Regions from separate parts of the Gossypium hirsutum genome. Here all the other regions are linked to region 1. The links are chromatin contacts, called in public Hi-C maps. All regions are on one chromosome and are shown on one strand. Each heading gives the region's core, a stretch centred on a gene start, on an enhancer-like site or on the middle of the called end of the contact. The rest is flanking DNA. Distances are from core to core; before and after follow the strand shown. Region 1 holds the start of LOC107886480 (oxysterol-binding protein-related protein 1D). Region 2 has its middle 16 kb from the start of LOC107886483. Region 3 holds the start of LOC107886478 (protein JINGUBANG).

Region 1 (3,423 bases), core at 518-3,017:
ATCTTAATATTAGAAACCATAGAAACAGACTTTTGCAGAAACAAGTACTTGCATACTTCAAAGAATCCAAGCTTAGAATTTCCTTCTCTTTTTTTAACAATGAACCCAAAAGGATCTTCTCTTTACTCCCACTAATCCTCCAAGAGGTGTCTGAAACTATATTTCGATGGTTATGGCCGCAATAATGGACAAAAGAAGTATGTAAAGGGCTATAATCTACTATATGGACACCCCTCAGGGACTTAGAAATCTCCATATTAGAAACCATACAAGCAGACATTCGCAAAAACAATTATTCCTTACTTCAAAGCATCCAAGCACAGAATTTTCTTTTTTGAGAATTAACCCAAAAGAACCTTCTCTTCTCTATTACTAATCCTCCGATCTTTCGCGGTCTCTAGCTTCGGTCCGATGGGACCTTCCTAGTGGCTCTATTGAAGGAAAGTGGCATAGGAAGAAATAATGCCTAAAGAATTTCCAACATAATTTTCTAGTACTAAATTTCAAGGCATGCATCAATGACTACATATGAAGAATTAAAAATTACAAAAAGGGAAAGTTTATTGTACGTATATTCTTTTTCCTTCAAATAAAATACCGAAAGAACCGGCCCTTTTGCCACGGCAATAAGTATAACATAAAAAGCGGAAATGAAATCAGAACTGAGTGATAAAAGGAAGGGAGAAAGCAAAATAACCTTCAAATGGATTTCACCAAACGGCTTGCAGTGAGTTGTCTCCGAGTTAACCCGATTGCTACTCCAGTTAGCTTTCCTCATGTACCGGACCGAGTCCTCGCCGATCACTCGTACACTCTTCTCCCTCGATGGACTCATCAAAATCTTATCAGGTCCGTGAATCTTATAATACGAGAGAACTCCGTCTTCCAAAACGAACCACCGCGACCTCCATCCCTTGCCATAATTCACCCATTTGTACAGGATCCCGGCGACGCCGTGGGCGGCGTTAACCTCTCCCATAATAGGTTCGTCGAATATTGCCATGGAGGTGTGATTCATTACCGACGGCGAGGATCTGTCAGTGTCGGCGTTGACTGAGGAGACTTGAGAGGAGAAACTCGGTTTCGAATAGTTAACTGTTCTGACGGAAGGTTCGATGCTTAGCTGACATTGCGGACCCGATTTGGTAACCACCGGGTTAGCTCGGTCACGATCGATGGAAACCGGAGCAATGCAGCACAGAGGGTTCATCTCTTTCCAAACTTAAAACCAATAACAACAACAAACAAACAAATCTTACATTTAAGACGACGACGTTGGATCGGATTCAAATAAATGCCCGGGACAAAGAGAAGCAGCGGAAGAGCAGTAGGAGAAGCTCCGATAGGGGAAGAACCGGGCCGGATCCGAGGGAATGTGAGACCCGATCGGAGCTCGAAACGGAACGTTTTCGAAATGACATAGAAACGTAGAAATATAGAAGGTGAAAGGGGGGGGGGGGAAGTTACGAGAAGTTATAAAGAAGCGTTGCAGTGCGCACACAGATCCATTTAAGGCAGTGGTCAGTGATTTCAGTATAGGAGTCAGGGAGGTCTCGATGCGCAGGTTAAGCGAAACGTCATTAAAATTAAATCCAATATATAAATGCAGGGGATTTTCTTTTCCCTAAAAAATAATTAAAAATTTAAAAATGTTGAGTTTTTTTTTTTGGGGGGGGGGGTTGTTTCAACGATTTGGTGTTTCCGGGGGGACGATGATTGTGGGTGGGGGGAGACAGCTAACGTGCGCGCTTTTGTGTGTGATTGAAGAACTGGAGGGGGGAGTGTTTGTCCGTTGGGTAAATCTGGCCCCTTCCCCCGTTCATCTCATAATGACGTTTTTGTCCCTATCTTCCACATTTATTATTAAAATTATTGCTATGTTTTTCGAAGTGTGTTGTGGTGATTTCTTACCTGATTGTGAAAGCGATTAATGAATGAAAAGATGGGGGATTTTGATGCCCGTAATAGAGCAGCAGTGAGGCCGGCAATCCACTCGCTTTTTTCATTTTTACCAATTTGAATAATTAATAATAAAAAAATTGCGCTTAATTTCATTAAACCCACTTTAATCTAACCAAATCATTACAAATAATAATCATTAGTAATTTTTAATGATTTGGTCTGCCTACCTCATTAAAGAAACTATATGGTAGCTATGGTAAAACCGGGGTTAAGTAATAAAAGTGGAAATATCAACAGCATCATTGAAGTTGGTTTTAATGAGTGTGATGCGGGTCAGACATATTCAATTTCAACGTCATTGCTGATGCTGCTAATGCTTACTGAAACCTGCCATTGTTTTTTGAAGCTTTGCCTGCCACTCCCGCTCTGGATCGCTTTCAACAGCAACACATAAAAAAAAGGCAGACCATACACACATAAAAGGAAAAGGTTTTACTCTCCTGGGTAAAATCAAATTACTATTTAAATCCAAAGGTTTATTCAATTTTCAGATGAACATTTAATATTATAAGTAAATTATATGTTATCACCTAGTGTTAAATATGTCTTTAATAGTAAGTTTGAATTGATTGGGATCAGGTCTGTTTGTAACTCAATTTTAAATTTTGTGTTTCATCCTCTTTTCTTTATAATCTAATTGTTTTTCTTTTAAATATTTGCTTGTATAAAAATTTAAAATTACTCGCTTTTCTTTTTTGTATGAAAACTTTCCAACAATTATATTAGATTTTATTAAATATGGAATGGAGTTAAAAGCTTTCGAATGTTTTCTTATAAGACTTCCAAATATCTATTTAAGGATTAAGCCGGTCAACATCTATGTAGTTTGAATTGACTTCCCAATTTTGTTTGGAATTTGCATAAAATTTCATATATTTAAAGTTTTTTTACCTTGACAACTTGTATTTATATTTTTTTCTTTTTCAACTTTAACTAGTATTTAAACTTAAAAATTATAAATTAAGTTACTACTTTTTATTCATACTTATTGTATTTGAAACAATCAATTAAATTACTACATGTGTGTTAAAAAAGTCATCTCCAAAAATTTTAGGTTAAAAAAAATTGTATTCATATTCAAAAAATCTCAAATCTCAAACTCTGATTCTCAATTTTTCTAACATCAATCAACCATTGTTTCGTATTTGATGAGTTCCCTTAAAAATGCTTTCAAAATTGTCCCTTAAAAATCTCAAATCTCTATGATTGGTTGAATGATATATTATTCAGATAAAAAGTTTTAGGAAATGTATAGAAGATTAAGATTAACGGTGTAAAAAAGAACTAGATAGAAAATTTGATTTATTTAAATAGATTTCGAAGAATTGTATGATGTGAAAGAAAAAGGAAAATTAATTAATCGAAAAGTATAAAAATAGAAAATATAGATGAAATTAAGATAGATTGAAAATTTTTTGAAACATGGCATTAAATGATAGGCAAAATTACAAAAATTAATAA
Region 2 (3,423 bases), core at 553-3,052, 380 kb after region 1:
ATTTAGTAATAAAAGCAAAAGTCTATATATTGTCTTTATACGCAAGATATACATATATGAGTAGGGTAGATTTATGGATGAAATTAATAAATTAGGTCAAAACATCACATGGGATGAACAACATGCCATGTGCCTTCCCAATACATGAAAATGACACCTTTATTTCCCTGTTTGCTGATAAATTGGCACAGGCTGAATCCAGATCCATTTCCCATTTCCCCTTTATTATTTCAACTCGCTAAATGTCATTTCATTTTCCCCACACAACAGAATTAAGTATAAAAATTCTGTTTAGCTTTAATGATTGCAGAATCTAAAGTGGATATCGTTAATGATGATGAAAACTAACAGCGCCGTCACTTTATTAAGTGAATGCCAATCACACAATAATATTCCATATAATTGTCACCTTTACACACACACCCCCAAATAAAAATGCAAAAAAATTGGATTTAAATTGTGAGGGTGAAATGTTATTTAGGGCTATTTATGTAAATATATATATTTTAACTACAAATGAGACTTCAAATTTAATTATTATATTTCACATCTAATAATAAATTTAATTTTTATACCTTTTAATTTCTATTTACAAAAAATATTTGTGAATTCTTAATCCAATTAAAAAAAATATCCCATAAACGCCAACAACTTGGATATAAGATTTAATTTTCCTTAACTTTATTTATTCAAACCCTTAATTTCACTTTTCATTTTTCTTTTTTATAATAGGTTAATGTATTTTAATTCAACTTAATTAAATTTTGATATAATGATTTATTTAGTTTTTTAATTTTATAAAAAAATTATTTTAGTCTTTTATTTAAATTTTTTATCTTTTTTAGCTTTTGAACTTATAATTTTCTTTTATCAAATCACCCCAAAATGGATAAAAAATTTAACGTTTTTATACGGTATACATGTGGACGACATATTAACATCTAATTAATTTTTAAAAATTAAAAATTATTAATTAAATTTTAATGTTGACATATTACATGATAATCCACGATTATATTATGCCTGAAATTTTCCTTGTATAAAAAAAACAAAATTAAAAGACAAATGAAGGAGCCTATTAGGTTACGGAATTTGCTCCAAAAATATCAAACTTGGGTGATACGAAAAGAAAACTCCAAAAATGATTCTTATTATGCTAAACATCAATATACTAATAGATTGATTGTTTGACTAGAATCCAAAAAAGTACGTAATTACTGCAAGGAACAAATAACACATCTTTGTTTGTCAACTTTATTCCCTTCTTCTTCTTTTTTTAATATAAAATAGGGTTGCTAAATATTTGATTTTCTAAACTAAGTCCTAACATTCCCTTGAATAATTTAGAGAAGAAGAAGAAGTCAACCAATTCCTAATGATTGGCTCAATTGGTAGTTTATGGAACTAATTGTTTGGTTGCACCAAAGATCCTTATATTTTAGTGTGATGCTTAATTCCTTTTGTCTAACTTGCATCATCATTTTATGGACGTAAACAATCTCACATGAATAAATTTGGATATGGACAGTCCTGTAGAATTAACGGACGGCCAAGGAGCCCACTACATCAAATCCTTTGTGACAACTGATAAAAGCATTTTGGCTAATCATGCTAGTATTGCGTGGGTTCTTGAATTCAAAAAATACTAAATTTAGAGATTTGAAAAAAAATGGTACTTTGAGATATATAGTAAGGAAGCAATTCAAGAATCTAGAAAGGAGTAATGTGAATCTTTTATGATCCGTTTCATTAAAGAGATTCTCTAAAAATAACAGATGATTTGGCAAAATTGACATTCTCAATACTTTTGGACAATGTTACATTCATACAACGCTGGATGAAATCTTTCAATCTCTACACGATTTTTCTGATGTAATGTGATCTCATTTTATATTAAAAAAATTAGGGAAGTTAAAAATAATAATTAATTACACTCAAAAGTTAAGTGATTTTTTACATTAAAATATACATATTCAGTTCTAAACTATTCTAATTTAAGCTCATCTAGGTAATAACCAACTAATAATTTGGGGGCTGGGAGTGAAATGGCAAAAAATAATAATAAGCAAATTTAAAGCCCACAAGTGGCCCAGATAACCAAGCTTGGGGAAGGCCTTGCATTTTCTACTGGGAATGCAAAATAACTACATTTATCACTATTTTCTTTTTCTATTAAAATTTTAAATTTAATTTTCAACTTCTTTCATCCCTATTTATTGTTAACCATTTTTTTCTTTTATAAAAATAAAAGCAAAATAATCAATTGCCCCATTCTAATCTGTTTGTTTTGGTAGGAATATAAGAGGGTAGTTTTGAAGGAATTGAATTTGTTACAGTGGGATTTTAATGTTTACTGATTTACTTTCTTCTACAAATAATGAAAAATGATTCTCTTAAAAATTAGTAGAAAAGTTACATATATAATGGAAAGCAAATAAAAAAGGAAAACATGGTTATTGGTGTCTATCCCTACAATTCATTGTTGCAAAGTATTTCTTTTTTACTTTTATTCTGAATTCTAAATTTTACTCTCTTTTAAATATGTGAAATGTTTTTTTTTGAAATTCTATATTTTAATTTTGAAATATTGAATTTTTTTTATTTGAAAATCTCAGTCCCTTATGAAAAATATAAATTATTTTTTTAACCATCAATATTTATAATTTTTATCAATATAGTCCTTACACTTTAAAGTAAATAAAAAATAAAAAAATTAAATTTTATCATATTTTAAATAAAATCATAAAAAATTTAAAATTATATACTTAAAAATCTAAAATTATGAAAAATAAAAATTATTTAAATAAAAAATACAATAAAACAAATTAATATAAAAAAATTTCAAAATTCAATATTGTCTAAACCAGATTGGATCGAAAATCAACTGGGGTATCAATCCAATGAGAAGTAAAAAATTGGTTGACCTGTAAGCTGGTATGAGCTAGTTAAATAGAGCTAAAAAATCGGTTGACACCTATTTTTATAATTTTGAATATTTTTATTTTTATTTTTAATAATTTATTTGCTTTGAACCGATTGGAGCATTCGAACTGAGAACTAATTGGTTTGACTAGTTCAACCATCAATCCTGTTCTAGACACATTGCCAAAATTTCAAAAAAAAAATAGTTTTTTTAGTCTAATTTAACCAGTTCGTACCAATTCATTGGTCAAATGATTTTTTACCTCCCACCGGATCAATAACCTAGCCTTTTTTCGATCTAACCAATTCGACTAGCTAGTCTGATTTAGACAACATTGGATTTTGAAAATTTTATATATTTTAAATGACTTTTTTTAAAAAAAATTAAATAGTTTTTTTTTCATAATTTTAGATTTTTTAAAATATATTTTTTAATTTTTTATGTTCTAATTTAAAATATGAGAAAAATGATTTTTAAACTTATTTATTTACTTTTAAAGA
Region 3 (3,423 bases), core at 340-2,839, 350 kb before region 1:
AACATGATGCAGAAATAGTGAACTATATATTGAAAATAATAATATATCTTTCAGGAAGCAAACAAAATTGAAAGAAACAAAAGAACAAATAATCCAGGGTTGGTAAAACGTCCGGGACCATATCAGAAAAAATTTAAGCGGCCGCAAATTTTTCCTTTTCTTTTTTCAATTTAATTATGATTCAATTCCTTTTTTTTTTTCACAAATTCCATTTTCGGAAATCCGTCGCCGACGAGGGGCTACCCGAAAACGAGACTTTCCACGTTCTAATTTCGCCATCCAGGCTTCCGCTAATAACCGAAACTACATCACTATGTTCATCGTCTCTGACAGCCGTCAACGACTTCACCGGCTTCCGGTGACCTTCCAAAACTGCCAAACAACAATATTTCCCTTCCACTCCACGTTGCCAGATCCTAACCATCCGATCAGCGGACCCGCTCATTAGTAAATCACAGACGTTGATCAAGCATAGGATTGCCTTTCCATGCCCTCTCAGCGCTCCCGTCACCACCATGTAATTGGCGCTATCTTCCCTCTCCCATACCAGAATCGAACGGTCACACGCACCGGAGAAAAGCACTGATCTTTCGTCGTCTAAAGCCAGTGCGTTTACCGCTGACTTATGCTTCTCAAGAGTCGCCACCAATGCGTACCGCTTCTCGCCTGAGGGTTTCGCCCAGACTCGGATCCGTCGGTCAGCGGACCCTGTATAAACCGTTCCGTCAACGGAGGCCGTGATGGCGTTAATGGCGTCGTCGTGTGCTTTAATAGACTGTAAACAACGCGCATCCGATGCTCGCCATATCTTCAAGGTTTTATCCCAAGAAACTGAGTAGATTAAACCTCTATTGACGGCGAGCCCAGTAACGGCGTCGGCGTGTTCGATCCACAACCGCTTCACGTGACGGCGAACACTGACATAGTTCTTTGGGAGAACAAAACGACGTAAGCGGTCGTTAACGGTAGGTAGGGCGGTTAAGAACTTGTGCTTTTTAGTCACGGTCATTTGCCAGACCCGGATCTTAGAGTCCTGGTGAGCAGTGAAGACTTTTCCGTCACAGAAAGTGACAGACTTAACGGAACCGGAGGATGAATCGTTGCCGTTGTAGGCATCGAGAAGAGTGGATGTTTGGCGATCGTAGACGCTAATTTCGTTAACAGAAGCAACATACAAGAAGTTACCCTGAACCGCAACGCAGGTGATCGGGTGGTTGGGTAGAGGCATAATTGAAGAAACGCTGATGTCAGAGACGGAAAAGACTAAGGTATCAGGGAAAAGCTGTAAGGAAGGTACAGATGGCAGAGTCTGGAGGGAAGGGTTGCTAGGGAGGCTGCTGTAGCTCGTGTCACTTGAAGAAGCTGAAGATGAGGTGGCGCTCCCTCGATTATCGGAGGAACTATCGGAAACCAAATGTTCCGATAAGCGCGGTGGTTTTTTAGGGAACGGGATGGTGGAGTCGTGGGTTAAAGTGGCGCAGCTGCTGGTTGTGCATGTAGCTAGCCATGATCGGACCTTCATGCCGGCCTTTCAGCCCTAAAGCCAAAATATAGAAGCTAGGCACGAGAGAGGATTGAAGCAGGACCTTCGTTGTGGTTTATAATTATATAAAGAAAAAAAGGTAATACCACGTGGAGTTGAGAGAGTGGATATGGTACGATCAGTCCTAGGCTCCAAAAGGACAAGAAATGGCACGTCAAAAGGAGTAGTTTTGTGATTTTATTGGGGGTGCTCTTTCCCAGCTTGCTGCTTTGCAAATTACAACTCTGTAAAATAGAATTTAGGATTATCAATACAAATTTTAACTCAATATTTAACATAAACAATTTATAATTAAAGCATTAACGTATATAATTCCGTCATTCTAATCAATCTCCTTAAAATCATAAATGATAAATATGATAATTAAAAAAATTGATATAATAATAAATTTAGTCATAAAATTTTATATATTATATCACTTTATATTTTTTTAAAAAAATTCACTTTCAAAATTTATAAATAATTTTAAATTTTGATTTTAATTTTAAAAAATTATAAAAAATATATAAAATACATAAATACTTTCAATAATAATAAATTTTAGATTAATATAATATTAATAATATAATTATATTAATATTAAATAAAATAAAATAAAAATCCTCCCACCTCCGTAGCTCACCCCCTCCCACCACCGTTCCCTTACCCCCGAGGCAATTAAGAAGAAGTATGAGAAGGAATATTACAAGTATTTGGATACAAATTAGCCATGAAATTAATGGAATTCGGAAGCAATAGAGGGACAGTGATGGGTGGGGGTGGGGGTACGAGGACGGTGGAAGGAAAGTTCCGGTGGGAGAGAGGGAGAGGGACCGGAGTGAGAGATTTTTATTTTATATTAATATTAATATAAAATTTAAATTTATTATTATATCTTTTAAAAATATTTATGTAATTTTGAGAACATTTGTAAATTTTGAAGGTTAATTTTTTAAAATTGTATATAATTAAATTAATATAATATATAAAAGTTGAGAAATAAAATTGTTATTATACTAAAATTTTAACTGCTATGTAAACTATATAACATGAGTGTTTAAATTATAAACTTTTTATTTTGAGTGTCTAAAATAATTTTTTTTTATAATTGGGTTACTATCTATATAATTTACCCTAGATTTTGTATATTAAAAATTAATTATACTATTAATGTATATTTTATAAAAAATATAGTTCAAAAAATATTTTTATTTATTAATTGTAGATTTTTTAAAATTATATTACTCAAATAACTTGATGGATTAAATTGATTTGACGATTTGGTTATTTCCTCCAATTTAATTTTTATACAGTCTGGGCACAAATCAATGATATGAAAAGTTGGAAATATTTTTCTCGGTTAGGAAAATGGGGTCATTTAGGCTTTAGTTAGTGTAATGATGGCGGCCTAGCTAGAAGATATTTAACTAAGCTGTCTTCGATTGAATCATTTGCATTCTTTCTCCAAAGTAGATCATTTTAGGAAAAATAATAAAAATGAACTTTTAAATTTTCATGGTACAAAAAGGAAAAGTCGAAATCATCACCCCACAACTTAGCTTACCTGTTTCAAATTCTAAATTTGATGGTACATGAATGTACACTTGAATCTCTAATCCATTATTATTATTTCTTTGTTTCTTATATCTACTTCTTTTTTGCAAAATAAAAAAAATAAAATAAAATCCCAAAGTAGCATTAGTATGATGAAGTATGTCTGGACTTTAAATTTTCATAGTACGAACAATAATCTTCATGAATATTTGATAGATATAAAGAAATAAATAACATGAAAGAAACCATGTAAATGTGCTTTTGAAGAGGAATGGGAAATTACGAAAAGAGTTACTCCTTTTCAGTCTGGTAGGCTTACTGTGAGATATTTGAGAGTTCCGCTGGTC

The links. A called contact is a pair of places that touch in the nucleus more often than the background predicts.
Region 2: a contact with region 1 is called in a Hi-C map of leaf, with 3 times the contacts expected there. The contact joins the enhancer-like site here to the promoter of LOC107886480 in region 1. A contact is called at or near these places in 7 of 34 Hi-C or Micro-C datasets (leaf and petal).
Region 3: a Hi-C map of leaf shows a contact between it and region 1, with 1.8 times the contacts expected there. The contact joins the promoter of LOC107886478 here to the promoter of LOC107886480 in region 1. A contact is called at or near these places in 2 of 34 Hi-C or Micro-C datasets (callus and leaf).

The regions. Positions count from the first base shown.
Region 1 is chrA03:94,596,611-94,600,033 of Gossypium_hirsutum_v2.1, reverse strand. LOC107886480 (oxysterol-binding protein-related protein 1D) reads right to left here and starts at 1,767. Exons shown (of 8, transcript XM_016810452.2): 1 at 698-1,767. The coding sequence starts at 1,210.
Region 2 is chrA03:94,216,985-94,220,407 of Gossypium_hirsutum_v2.1, reverse strand. No RefSeq gene overlaps it. Among protein-coding and RNA genes, the nearest start is that of LOC107886483, 16 kb to the right of the region's middle. Within about 2 kb of position 1,802, at least 1 of the 9 cell types and tissues checked has an H3K27ac peak or open chromatin away from gene starts, as enhancers often do.
Region 3 is chrA03:94,944,911-94,948,333 of Gossypium_hirsutum_v2.1, reverse strand. LOC107886478 (protein JINGUBANG) reads right to left here and starts at 1,589. Exons shown (of 1, transcript XM_016810449.2): 1 at 8-1,589. The coding sequence starts at 1,522. The coding sequence ends at 200.